2 separate regions of the Canis lupus genome follow, and region 2 is linked to region 1. Evidence: chromatin contacts called from public Hi-C data. All regions are on one chromosome and are shown on one strand. The core of a region is the stretch at or near the end of the contact, and the rest is flanking DNA. Distances in the headings are between cores, read along the strand shown. Region 1 holds the start of WDR87 (WD repeat-containing protein 87). Region 2 holds the start of ZNF875 (zinc finger protein 875).

Region 1 (7,055 bases), core at 2,968-5,467:
AAGTCCCCTAGGTGATTCTATGGACATTCATGTCTGACTACTGAAATAGGAAATTGAAATGAGAGGGCCTCTAGGACTAAGAGTCAGACCCTACCTTGTACTACTGGAGAAAGGATTTAGCCCTCTGGCTTTGCAGGCTTGCCCAGGCTTGTGGAATCAAGTAGCTATCCTACACATGATGCATCGGCTGTTCATCATCCTCTTCCCCCTTTCCTTCTCCTTGGCCTTCATGAAGACAAACCTCTACTTTTCCTTCTTGGGTTGAGAATGTTACTTATATAAGCCCCCCTCTGTCAGGGGGCATTCCTGGTCTGATGATGGGCTTGTGTTCTTTATTTGTAAAATGTTTGCCAGCCTTGCCTGCTTCACAGGATTGTTGCAAAGATCAAAAAGGATAATTCCTGTGAATTCATTTTTAAGTATACTCTGAAACAACAAACAGTGATTCCCGCTGTTTTTAGGCTGGTTTGGTTCTCAGACAATTATTTATCTTTCCAACCCATACTTGGTACTTTTCAGTTGCTCTGGAAACATGACAGCTAAATTTATAGTCTGGCCAGCAGAGGGCAATGGAGGCCACCCTTGTGCCTGCCAGATGAAGGAAAACTGATGAACTTTAGGTTTGAAGTAGCTCCTGCTAGGGTGAGACCCTAGGCCAGCACTAGGAACTTGTTAGAAATGCAAATTATTGGGCTCCACACCAGACCTACTGAATTGGTAACTCTGACGGTAGGGCCCCCAAGTCAGTTTTACAATCTCTCTGATCTTAAATGCACTCAAATCTGAGAACCACTTACCTGGAGTAATTGGGAGTTCAGATCAGTTTGGCCTGGACCTCCTGAGGTAAGGTCAGCAGAACCCACCCTCTGGCACTGCTAAGCCCAGGCCCTCTGTTACCACAGAGACTTGGTGGCTGGATTTAGGGGAAGTAGCAGGCAAAACGTGTCGTCCTCTCGTGTATAGAGTGGGTTAGATCCACCCTCCCAAAAAAGTTTTCACATCACTTCATTTCGTCTCAAAAGAATCCCGACAGGCAGAGAGTATTATCTGCATTATAAATTATAAGGAATATGAATTCAGGAGGGGAAAGGGATGTGTTCAGGCTACACGGGACAGATTCAAGACTATGATTCAATCCATTGTTCAGGATTCCACTACCATATCAGAGGAGGAAGAGGCTCTGGCAGCTGATGCCAAGGAAGCTCTCTGACCCACAGACCCACTAATGGGAACTGGTGGCTGGCTGTCAGACACTAACATCCCCTTTGCCTCTTTCTACTCTCCCCAAGGCTGCATGCTGCCCCCCTGCCATACCTTTTCCCATTCTATTCCCCTGTACCACTCCACTTGCTGCTCCTTTGGACATTTCTGGAGCCAGTGTGAGCTGCTTCATTCCAATCTTGCACATTAGTGGATGGCCCAGTGGGCCAGGCCCTTCAGCTCACATTTACCCCACTGGCTCCTCCTTGAAGCCCCAGAGCTGCTCAGAGAGTAGTCATTTGTAACACATTTGTGGTCATTGCCATCAGTTTGCATTGTTTCTAACATCTCCTCTGGATCCAACATTCTCTTGGCTAGCCTGCAAAAAGTAAGCGGTTAGGAAGGACCCTTTGGGGGCACATTCCTTCAGAGTTAGTAAGAAAGAAGGTCTTCAAACCCCAAGCCTCTGTGTTTGTTTGTTTGTTTGTTTGCCATTCTCTCATTCCCTATATACTAGCTTCCTCAGGTCACCCTCAGAGGAAACCTCTCTCCTAAAGTTTCCTCACATTTGACTCTCCAATCCCATTATCTGTCCCTAAAAGCTGGAGTGAGCTCCAGATGCCTTAATTCCAATAGTCTTGACATTTTAATATCTTGATAACCCAAAGATGATCTAATGGGAGAATTCAAACCCTGCAGTCAATTTAGGGGAGTTAGTATTTGGGGCCAAGGTTTGGTATGTCCTACTGACTATGGAGGCCAACCAGGTCTATGACTGGGCACTGCACTACATCCTTTTCTTAGCTGCACTCTCCAATGTGATGAGATGGAAGGCCAGATTCCAGCAAGTCCTGCCTTTGTAATAAAGAGAATTGGCTCTAGGGGGCACTGCACTCCATGAGACTCTTGGGCTCCTGGGCTCCCTTAGGGTCACTGTGTGGCTAGGTGTATGACCTGGAGGGCATACAGTTCTTGCCCCAGAGAGCTTATAGTTCAGCAAGGAAGGCAGACATCAAAGAGTAGTCATAAAATTGATTACAATGAGAAATTCTGAGTGATGGGTTATATTATTTGAACTTTTCTGCAACTTTTAATCTTCTCAAGGTTAAAACAGATTATGCTATAGATTTGCTTTTAAGAAGGAAAGGAACAAAGCCCTGTGAGTACATATAACAAGGAGACTTGGCCACCCAGAAGGAGGGTGATGTGTGCTCCACACATTGAGATATGTCCTGCATGAACCCCATGGCCTCATAGGCGGCTCTCACATTATAGGACAAGGTTACAGAGAACTGGCATCAGAAGGGCCTAATTAGTCAGGGGGGCTGTAATGCCAGAGGCAATCTTGGGAACTGATTGGGCATTTTAAATATATTGTTTCATTTAATTCTTTTTTTTTTTTTTTTTAAAGATTTTATCTATTTATTCATGAGAAAGAGAGAGGCAGACACAGGCAGAGGGAGAAGCAGACTCCATGCAGGGAGCCTGATGTGGGACTCGATCCCAGAACCCCAGGATTACACCCTGGGCCCTGGTCTCAACCGCTGAGTCACCCAGGCATCTTTGTTTCATTTAATTCTTATGATGATTCTATGACTTAGCTAGCATCCTCCATTTAAACAACTTTTTTAAATGGACATGGTAAAAAATATTCAAAAGATAACCAAGGAGCGTATAATGAAAAAGTCACACATGAGAACCTATCCCTGCTTCCCCTTCACAAAGATAGCCCTGGCTGTGTCTTTCTACAGGTGTTCTGTACATACTCAAGCATATATGTAAAAGGTATCCTTCAAATGGTAATGCACTATATATACTGTTCTGCAGTGTTCTCTCTCATCTAATATATCATAGAGATTAACTCATATTAATACATATAGCTTGGTCTCATTTTTCAGCAGTTGCCAGCAGCATGGTATTGATCATTTATTTATCCAAACTTAATAATTAATGGACATCGGACAGTTTCCAACCTTTTGCCACGACAGCCCACACCACAAATGAGTATCTTTGTTAATGCCTCAGTTTTAATTTTATTTCATTTTAAATGAAATTTTAAAATTGAAGCAATGTAAACATAACTATTTGGGATATATTGGGTTAAATAAAATATTAAAATTGATTTCACCCGTTTCTTTAATTTTTTAATGTAATAATGAAAATGGCATATGTGGTTGCATTATAATTCTGTTGGATACTCCTGTTTAAGATTGTCCCTGTCTGGGAGTGGTCTGATAACCCCACTGGTCTTAGGTCCCTCCGTTTAGGAACCCAGTTTGTCCTGACTTCCCGGTGTCCCCATAATCACCCAACCTGGCAGGAAGTAAGCGCTTAACACATTTCTGTTGAATGAATGACCCTCTGCCCTCTCCCAGGAAGAATATATATTTCCCAGCTTCAAGTCTTAACGGAGCATCTTCTTGGAAGAATGAATGAAGTGGGAATGGTATTGAGTGGATTTTCTTGATAGAGGACCTTGCACTTGAGCCAATTTCCTCTTTAATCCCAATGGAGTTGGAGTGGTTAACATCTGTTTTTTTTTTTTTTTTTTTTTTTTAAAGGTTCGGATTCTTGATTATGTCAGTAGGTGGACTAAATCTGAACACAATTCCCAGGCGGTCGGTACTCAACAAGCAGTAGACACCCTCAGAATGTGTGATCAACGGAGGGTGGCTAACAGGGCCTCCGGGCAGCCTTCTGGGTGGTGGTCCTGAGGCTCCCGTGGAAGCAAGAGCTCTGGGGCTGCCGGGGCCGGTGAGGCCACCACACCCGAGGCCCCTACACACTCGGCCGCCCGGCCCTCGGCGTGGGCAGGGAGGGCGCGCCCGCCTCTTCAAGGCTGGGGCCATCCATGCCTGTTACCTGCGACGACAGGAATCCGGACAAGGGACGGGTACGGCGCGTGTGGCGACACCCGAGAGCTCCTATGTGAAGGAGCAGACCTAGAAGGAGCGCCTGGCTAGCGACCTTGGGGATGCTGCGGGAAGACTCCGCGGACGGAGCGGTTAGCCCCCCAACCCCGCGCGGCGCAGAGTGACCGAGGCGAAGGGAGGGAGCGCGCGTGCGCACTGGCGCGTGCCCGGTAGGAAGCAGCCCAGAGCGCGATTCCGCGCGCGCGCGCGTTCGAATGAGAAAAAAAAAGTCTCCCCGCGGGGGCCCGCGGCATTTAGGCCCGTGTTGGCCAGCGAGCGCGCGTGCGCGAGCGCGCAAAGACGCCCTCCTCGGCCGCTCCCCTCCGTTGGGGGTCTAGCGCACAGCTCCGCTGTCCCCGCCTCTCCCGAGGCTCGCGCCCTCGGGGTAAGTGCCTCGCGCCCGGCGGAGAAGGGCGGGTGAGTCAGCCGGAGGAAGGTTGGAGGTGGACAGGATTGGGAGAAAGGGAAAAACCGCCCTCGCGGAGCCTAGAGCTCGGCTACCGGGCTGAGAGTCTGCAGAAGACACGCCTCCATCCCTCACGCCCCTCGGGGCTGCGGAAGTGCTCTGGAGACTGGAGCGGCAGCGAGGCGACAGGTGGACTACCATTCCCAGAAGGCGGTGCGGGGCTGCGCCTACTGCTCCCGGCAGTACCTGCGCGTCAGGCCTCTCTTTTTTTTTTTTTTTTTTTTTTTTTTCAGTTTGCTGCCGCCTAGGGCGAAACTACAGTTCCCAGGAGGCTTCGCGCGAAGCGGCTTGGAAGTGGGCAGCCTGGAAGTCACTCGGGCCACTGGAGCTGGCGGCGTCTCCAGCGAGCAGCGCGGGGCCGGACGCCGGGTTCGTGGGGCCCGCGGGGCGGGCAGCTAGGACGCCCAGGTATGTGGCTTCGGGTGCAGGGGCGGCCTCACGCAAGGGTGGCGGGGGGAATCGATGTCCGCTCGGACCCCGAGGTCAGCGCGGGCTGGAGACCCGGCGGACGGCCGGGTGTGGGCACCGGTTGTTGGGGGCGGGGGCGCCGGACTCACGCCCTCCGGACCTGGCCGGACCTGTGCCCGCATGGCTCAACTTTCGGGACCTGCTCCCCGGCACTGTATGGTGGAGCATGGAGTGGGAGTCGGGTAGCGGTGGGTTCGCGTCCTGCCTCTGCCACTCGGGAGCTGCCATCTAGGGAAACCGCACCGAACCTCAGTTCTCCCTTAGATAAAACGGAAGGAAGAGTGCCTTTTGCTGGGCATTCTATTGAGATGTTGAGATATGGCGAATAAAGCATTTGGCACATGGAAGGCATTTACTACATGTTTGCGCTATTGTTGGCTCCCAAGAAATAGGGTGAAGGTATTATCTGTAGCATAGGATTAGTTGAGGGTGTGCGTGTATGGGGCCAAGTCCATACTTAGCACTCAGTGCAGGATGGCTGCTGTTAACTGAAATTATTTTGTGAGCTTTGGTTTGGAAGGAAGAGACCCAAATTCAAATTTAGGCTCTGCCATTTATCAGCCGTGTGACCTTGGGCAGCTGACTTCACCTCTCGCTGGCTCGGTTTCCCTGTCTGTAAAATGGGGGTTTTGATAGCAGCCACCTCATGGAGTTGTTTTGAGGATGCGGTGAGAACATTGTGTGTAAAGTGCTTAGAACAGCAGTTGGCGCATAGTCGGCATTCAATAAATGTTATCATTTATTCAGCATTTTCCCTGCGTCCCAGAGACCCTCTGAGGGTGGGGCTCTGACTGTAGTCTCCGTCAGGCCTCCTGGGGAGACCTCCCATCTAGTTGATTTCCTCTCCTGCAGCCTCAGGTTCCTCATTTGTAAAATGGGATGACAGCATCAGTCTCATAGGGTTGTAAGCATTTGCTGAGATTGTATTCCTAGTCCAGAGCCATCTCTTACTAAGTAGCAGCTCTCATGTATTATAATTGTTCTTCAGTGTTCTCCATCTGGCCTAGAGACTGTCTCACTGTGGGCTGTGACATGACAGCCCTGAGCTCCCCCACACGTTCACTCCCAGCCTCAGTGTCCCATCTGTGAAATGGTAGTCACAGGATTTTGTGCCAGGGTTGTTTTGATGATTCCAGGAGATAATTCATGTTTAGCGTTTAGCACAGGGCAGGGTGCATAGTAAGCACTTAATAAACATATCTTGTTTCTCTTAATAGGTCTTGGCTGCTTTTGTTTATTTACAGAGCAGAGCAGGAATGAGATTAGTGCCCTCCCCCCTAATTTTTATTCACCAAAGATTGAATTGTGGAACATTCATAGTATAAGAGCCGGAGGAGAGATGGCACTGGCCTGCTGTCAGCCCCCCTCTGCTCACCTCTCCCACACTCCTCCCCCCAAGCCAGCACGTTCACCCCAGTTCTTTATGTATCACCCCAGGGCTGCAAGTATGTGACTCTGTCTCAAGGCTATATTAGCCCCCTGAGTTCCAGCTCTAGATGCGGAGCCTCTGCTTCCTTGATGTCCCCTGATAACTGTCCCCTGGGCACCATGAACTCAGCATGTTCAACCGAAACTTCTCTTCTCAGACCCAGTAGTCACAACCATCTCCGCAAATGGGCCAACAGTGACCTAGTTGCCCAAGCCAGAAACTTGGGAGTCACTCTTTTCCCCCAGCCTTCCCAGGTCTAGCTGATTGGCAAGAAGGATGGCGCTGCCATTTCATAGAAACGACATATTCATTGGCCCATCATGGTCTCCCATCTTGTGGACACCCAAAGCCCATTTTGGGGACTGGAGATGGTCTTTCCCGACGAGGTTGAGATGTTTCTTTTAGATCATCAAGGATTAATGCATGTAAAACATTAGTAAGGGGTGGAGAAGACAATATGGACTTGGCCTGATTATGGTGGCCCCAGCTGTGGCATAAAGATTTGATTTCCAGGGGGCCCATCCCTCCTCTCCCCCCCACGTTTTGGGCGAGTCATTAATTTCTTTCTCAAAAGTTATAC
Region 2 (7,055 bases), core at 1,828-4,327, 280 kb before region 1:
ATGTATATGTGTGTGTTTGCGTGTGTATAGTAGTGTGTAAAATTAAACAAATCCCAATGGTAACAGAATCCCAAAATAAAATGGAAGACCCATAAGTGTGCAGGCTGTGCCTTTTCACATTACTGAATGTCATCCATCAAGTATCCTGCACACAGCAGACATTCAGCAAGTTTGTTCAATGGAATCAGTGAAAAAATGCTAAGGATAGGAAACATCACGTGTCCGCCAGCCCATCTCATTTGTTACAAATTCTAATTTATTCTCTCAGGCAAAAGTCTTTTTGCCAATGATACTTATATCCTACTGTATATTTGGGGTTTTTTAAAGATTTTATTTATTTATTCATGAGAGACACAGGAAGAGAGGCAGAGACACAGGAAGAGGGAGGAGAAGCAGGCTCCACACAAGGAGCCGGATGGAGGACTCAATCCCGGGAATCCAGGATCATGCCCTGAGCCAAAGGAAGATGCTCAACTGCTGAGCCACCCAGGCATCCTTGTATATTTGTTTAAATTGGTTTGTATAATTTAGATGTCATGCATATCAGAGTACATGGATAGTTTACCCAACTCCCTGAAATACAGAGTTAATTATATGCACCAAATAACATATCAACACAAACAACAGAAACTCCTTTGTTACTTAGTTTCTTCAAATTTATTTAAGGCTGTCATTCCTCCATGCACTAAACATTTCATATGTGTCAGGTATACCTCTAGGCACAGAGGCTTCATCTTAAACAATTTATCCATTCAAATGCTTGTACCCTTTGATCAATTCTTCCATATTTGTTTTTAAGTTATTAGGAGCAGAAAAAAAAATCAGCTCACACAAATGTCTGGCTTTTCCCAGAAAATCCGAATGCCTTCCTATTAACATAATGATCAGTGAAGAAAATACACACAAAATATTCAATGTTGCCTTAGGAAATGTCCTGAATTGGGTTTATTATGCATTCTTGGTACTAACACTTTCAAATGGATGAAATACTAATGAGAAACAGAACTCTCAAAGATGTTCTGATAGTGTCCAGGAAATTGTAAATCTCTACCACCGAAGATCAGGATTAAGAATAAATCAGGTCTCAAAAAAAAAATAAAATAAAATAAAGAAATTGAGGTCTTATTTTCTGTTTAAATTTTCCTCTTTTTTATAAGGACAGTCAAGGCAGATCTGAAATAACCAAGTTAATGCATATCAGAAGTGATAGTTAACCAGCTTGGCAACTGTGTTGGTGCTCAATAAATGTTAATTACATTCAGTTAAGTCAAGATCATCATAACCACCATTCACAGGGGTTAGAAAGTTTCCCCTTAAGTCCCTATACGTCCATGTCATTGATTTCCTTATGTTAAATTCCTTCTCAGCATCCTTCAAAACCTAGCTTATTCAAAAACAAAATCTACACTCCTCAGTCTGGCACTCAATCTAGCCACCCAGACTCGGAAGCGGAAAATGAAAATCCTTCAGGGGCCAGGTAGGTAACAAATGAGAGAGGCAGGCAAAATGTTAGCTGGTCAATGGTTCCAACCTCAGTTTGGAAGATACTGCGGCAAGTGCGGCAAATAAACTCAGCAGGACCGGTCCCAATGACGAAGGTACTGTTCGCTGTGAATTCCCTGACACCACAGTGCAGTTTATTTTCAGGCAATCCAGAATTTTTGGTGAAATCTCCCCATTGCCAGATGCTGAAAATGCTCTCAATGTAAAATTCAGGTCAGACCATCAAGCTCCCCTCTGTTCCACGTGTCTGTATCTTCACCAGCACATATTTAAAAATCAACCTTAAGTAATTCCACTGGTGACTATAATCTTCCCACACTTGGCAAGGGCAGTGTGCCCAACTTAGGCTAACCGTCCTTCCTGCTCTCCTCCCTGCCCTGCCAACTCTCCAACTTAACCAAATCCTCAGGGGCAGTTCAGACAGCCCTACTTCTTCTGGAAGCCCTCCCTAACGACTTCGGATCATAAGCATCTCTCCTGTCCCTGTCTTTCAATGCTTACCACTGGACAATCAAGCTTGGATGTTCCTGTATGTTTATTTCAGTTGTTCCATGTGTGTTGTTTACAACTGACCACTTTGAGGATGACTGAGGTATGGGTGGAGCAGAGAGGAATGTTAAAGGGGGGGGGGGGGCCTCCATGTGAGATGAACCACCACTCCTCCAGGAACAAGCGTGACCTTTGCTCAATACCAGCAAGGCAGGCTGCAGTGCAAGGAAAAGGATTGGATTCATCCTGTTGGCAGCCAACATGGAATGTGATGAAAATTCTCACCTCTTTTTTGGCTTTCAGAAGCCCCGTGGCCATTTTCCTGGTCTCCTGAATGCTCTCCCTGGAGAAGGGCAAAGTCTCAGAAGACAGAGCTGGGGATCTGAAGAGAAAGAAGAGCGTGCCTAGATGGAAAAGCCCCTCCCCGGGAGTTAAGGCGGGGTCTGCTCCGGAGCCCCCCAACTGGGTGTTCGGTGTCACAGAAATCACGAGCACAACCCAATGCCCATCCAGAGCCCTGGTTCAGAGTGACCGAGCACCCTCAAGTCCAGCCCCAAGTCCTGGCCAGGGAGTGGTGTCCATGTCCCCCCCGGCAGGGGAGTAAGGGGCTGTGTCTAACTCTATGCTGGGATGAAAAGATAACGGCCTGGACGTGCCCACAGAAGAGCGCCCGAGTTCAGAGGCAGCCTGTGTCCCCACGAGTAAAACAGGGACAAGCAGAGGGACGTGCTGACTGGACGAAGCAATGACTCAAGGCACTCACGGAACGCGGGGTGCACGTTGCCAATCCTGAGGCTGACGCTCGGGAATCAAGCGCAGAAGCATGCAAGAGACTCGAAGAGGGAGGCCTAACCCGCCGCCAACCAGCGAGGGGGCGGGACCCATAGACCGGAAGTGCTCCTGCTACGTAAACTCCACCGCCAGGAGAGCGCGTGGGACGGCGGAAGTGGCCGCGCGGGCCTCTGGGGAGTGTAGTCTTTGAGACGAAGAGGCGGTGGGTGAGGAGGCTTCGCCCACCGCAGGGTGTCTCTGACATCTGCGCCTCTCATACAACGAAGCTTAGGCGCTCACTGTTAAGACGCCCAGACTGCAAGGTACTCGTTTCTCCTCCGACGGCCAGTGAGATCTCACGGATCAATGAGAGCGTAGGAGGAATGCCGGAGGATCCTAGGAAACGTGGTCCTGGCGCCCCGTCCCCCCTCCCGGCGTCACGGAGGCGGGTCGTCCGTGCGCGCTGACCTTCAGAGAGTTGTGGTTGCCGAGGGCGGGGCGGGGGAGTGAAGGGTAAAGAGGAAAAATATTTTGACAGTTTTGTTCATCATGAATTTTTTTTTAAGATTTCATTCATTTTTTTAAGAGATTTTATTTATTTATTCATGAGAGACACAGATAGAGAGGCAGAGAGAGAAGCAGGCTCCATGCAGGGAGCCCGATGTGGGACTCGATCCTGGGTCTCCAGGATTAGGCCCTGGGCTGAAGGTGGTGCTAAACCGCTGAGCCACCAGGGCTGCCCATCATGGATTTTTTTGCATGCATTTTGATTTCAAAGATACTACCTTAAAATGTGTCTCTTGATTACTGAGTTTCTATGGTGCCCCATTATATGTTGCCTCCAAAGTTCCAGCTGTAAGGAAGGGCATGAATAGATATGAAGCTCGTTGGCACCTACTGGCCTGTGGTTGTTGTTTTTTTTTGTTTGTTTGTTTGTTTTTTATGATAGTCACAGAGAGAGAGAGAGAGGCAGAGACATAGGCAGAGGGAGAAGCAGGCTCCATGCACCGGGAGCCTGACGTGGGATTCGATCCCGGGTCTCCAGGATCGAGCCCTGGGCCAAAGGCAGGCGCCAAACCGCTGCGCCACCCAGGGATCCCTGGCCTGTAGTCTTGATAGAAGGTGAGGGCCTGGTTTCTGGGCATCAAGTAGCCAGAAAGAGGGCTTTGGGAGTTTACCCTGAATTGTTGAATTGTGAGTTATCTTTTCTTTCCTAATTTCCCCAGTATCCACAATTCCCTGATAACAGAACCTCCCTAAGCCCCACCCACAAGGCACCTCCAAAACCTATCAAGGTGCAAATATTCAAAAACTACTCTTGAATCTTCATATCCCATTCCAAAATCTTTTCCAATATCCCTTTACCTGGAGAAGTAAAAAAAACACAAAATTTGCATGTTAGTATCAGCCTCTCCCTTGTTTTTGCTTTTTTTTTTAAGATTTTATTTATTTATTCATGAGAGACAGAGGCAGAGACACAGACAGAGGGAGAAGCAGGCTCCATGCAGGGACCCTGATGTGGGACTTGATCCCAGGACTCCAGGATCACGCCCTGAGCCAAAGGCAGACTCTTTCACCGCTGAGCCACCCAGGCATCCCTAGCCTCTCCCTTTGGATGGTGTTCAGGAAGGATCAGCCCAGTGCCCTATTCCAGTCCTGGTGGTACAGCTCACCAAGGGTTTCATATGGACGAATGAGAGTGTTTGTTAACAGAACTCACTAAGAACCAAAATCAGAGCACACATGAAATGGAGAGACTGAAAGCCTTAGAGAAGGAATTTGGGTACAGGGGGTGGAAAGTAGTTGGAGATGGGATCATGAGATAATCCAGATTCCTTTGTGTAGATGTGTGCACAGAGTCAGTGAAAAGATACTGAAGCTGACAGGCTACCTATAAGTCAAACATAATATAATGGCAGGTCAGGTGATGATGTAACTCGGTGGACCTACTTCCCTTTCTTCAGGGAAGGGAAAAGGGCTGGAGGTTGAATCAGTCGCCAGTGGCCAATGACTTAATCAATCATGCCTGTGTAACAAAGTCTCCATAGAAACACACACACACACACACACACAAAACATGGAATTGGGCAGCCCGGGTGGCTCAGTGGTTTAGCGCTGCCTTCAGCCCAGGGCCTGATCCTGGAGACCTGGGATCAAGTCCCATGTCGGGCTCCCTGCATGGAGCCTGTTTCTGCCTCTGCCTGTGTCTCTGCCTCTCTCTGTGTGTCTCTCATGAATAAATAAATAAAATCTTAAAAACAAAACAAAACATAGAACTCAGAGAACTTCCAGGTTGGTGGAGATTCAGGGAGAGTGGTGCACTCAGAGTATGAAAGCTCTGTGACCCTACCCCATACCTGTTCCTGAGCTACATAATCTATAATAAAGCTGGTAATCTAGTTAAGTAAAATATTTCTCTGAATTCTGTGAACCTTCTAGCAAATTAAATGAACCAGAAGAGGGGGTTTTTGGAGCCTCCAATCTATACGAAGTTGGTCAAGGCCCTGTTGACAACCTGGACTTGTGATTCACATCTTGAATAGTGTGAGAGGCAATCTTGTAGGACTGAGCCCTTAACCTGTGGCATGTGATGTTATCTCCAGGAAGAGTTCAGAATTGGGTTGAAATGTAGGACACCCAGCTGGTGTCTTAGAATAGCTTTGATGTGTGTGGGGAAAAACCCAATTGGAATTAGGGTGTGGAACTCCTTTATCTTGGACCTGACTTTGCTTAATAAATCTCAGAGCTTTGAGATGTCATCTCTGTGCTTTGAGGAGTTCTATTTCCCACACTCCTATCTGCACCTGAGGCTCAGAGATGTGAAAATCCGTTTAAATTATGAACACAGTGGAGAAATAAATCTAGTTATGCCCATCTAGAAATATGTCTGGTTAAAATTAACATCAGATAAAAATCAAAGAGAAAAATTTGAAGACCTAGTCTTTGAAATTAAAAGCCAGCAAACTGCTGTGTTACTGATGAGTCGAAGAAGGCATTGACCTGCAATCTATAAAATCATTGGAAGAAACAATAGTGAAAATACTTCAGGTCTAAACCTGCAGAATGAGATTACTCTGATACACAGAGATATCTTTAAAAGATAAGGTCTGTACATATCTATAGAAGGAACTTCTGGGGCATCTCAGGGTTAAGCATCTGCCTTTGGCTCAGGTCATGATCTCAGGGTCCTGGGATCGAGCCCCATGTTGGACTCCCTGCTCAGTGGGGAGGCTGCTTCTTCCTCTCCCTCTGCCTCCCCCCGCCCTCCACACTTGGGCTCTTTTTCTCTCTTTCACATGTTCCCTCTCTCTCTAATAAATAAAATTTAAAACTCCAGAAGTCTAAATAAAAATGATCACAAAAAGAGAAGGACAAAACTACATAATGGGGGCAGCAGGGGTTAGTCTAAATCACCAATGAGTCAAATAATCAAAAGTTAATTTCCAATGAATGATGATAAATAAAAATGGCAGTGAGAGGGAAACTTTTAGGCTGAAAGTAATCTGTGACTTAGAAATTAAGGCAGATGGGGACACCTGAGTGTCTCAGTGGTTGAGCATCTGCCTTTGGCTCAGGGTGTGATCCCAGGATCCTGGGATCGAGTTCTACATCGAGCTCCCCACAGGGAGCCTGCTTCTCCCTCTGCCTATGTCTCTGCCTTTCTCTCTGTGTCTCTCATAAATAAATAAATAAAATATTTTAAAAAGAAATTAAGGCAGAAAATGAAGGAGCTAGACTTTCAGGTCAGAAAACTAACAGGAAAGTAGGATGTGAGAGAGGGAAGAAAAAATCAGATGAGGAGTTGGGGCACTTATGGGGCTGCACGAGGGAGGAAGAAGTGAGGTTTGTACATAAAATCATTACAGAGAGGCAGTCCTCTAGGAGGTGTGTACACAAAGATCATGGCTAGATGGAAAGGAAGATGACAGACACCTTTGGAAAGTATATTCAGGGATTGACAGTGAATAAAAAACACAAGACAGAGTCCAGGGTAGAACCTTTCCCATCCTATGCACAATCACAAAATGCCTATGAGATTTATGTCGTGGGTGACATTAGCAAGTTATAGGCATATGGGGAGTAAATAAGCAAGGCAAACAGCCCCTCAAGAGGGAGATGAGGAAAACGAGCATAATCCTATCCTTAGAAAGAGACAGCAATTAAATCTACTTCTGTGGAAACTCAGGTTCATACCTGCCCATACTTCTGCTATGTCACCTGCAGCCACAGGGTGGCGGGCAACACCTTCTGTTCCAAAAGAGTTGGCCAGACAAGGCAGAGCCGGAGAGGTT

The links. A called contact is a pair of places that touch in the nucleus more often than the background predicts.
Region 2: a contact with region 1 is called in a Hi-C map of blood, with 3 times the contacts expected there. The contact joins the promoter of ZNF875 here to the promoter of WDR87 in region 1. A contact is called at or near these places in 2 of 9 Hi-C or Micro-C datasets (amygdala and blood).

What each region holds. Positions count from the first base shown.
Region 1 is chr1:115,843,155-115,850,209 of UU_Cfam_GSD_1.0, reverse strand. WDR87 (WD repeat-containing protein 87) reads right to left here and starts at 4,217. Exons shown (of 8, transcript XM_038529026.1): 1 at 4,063-4,217; 2 at 798-1,047. SIPA1L3 (signal-induced proliferation-associated 1-like protein 3) reads left to right here and starts at 4,355. Exons shown (of 23, transcript XM_038529024.1): 1 at 4,355-4,497; 2 at 4,812-4,986.
Region 2 is chr1:116,125,812-116,132,866 of UU_Cfam_GSD_1.0, reverse strand. It overlaps ZNF875 (zinc finger protein 875), which reads right to left and starts at 3,077. Exons shown (of 5, transcript XM_038529045.1): 1 at 2,756-3,077; 2 at 2,278-2,374. The coding sequence starts at 2,877.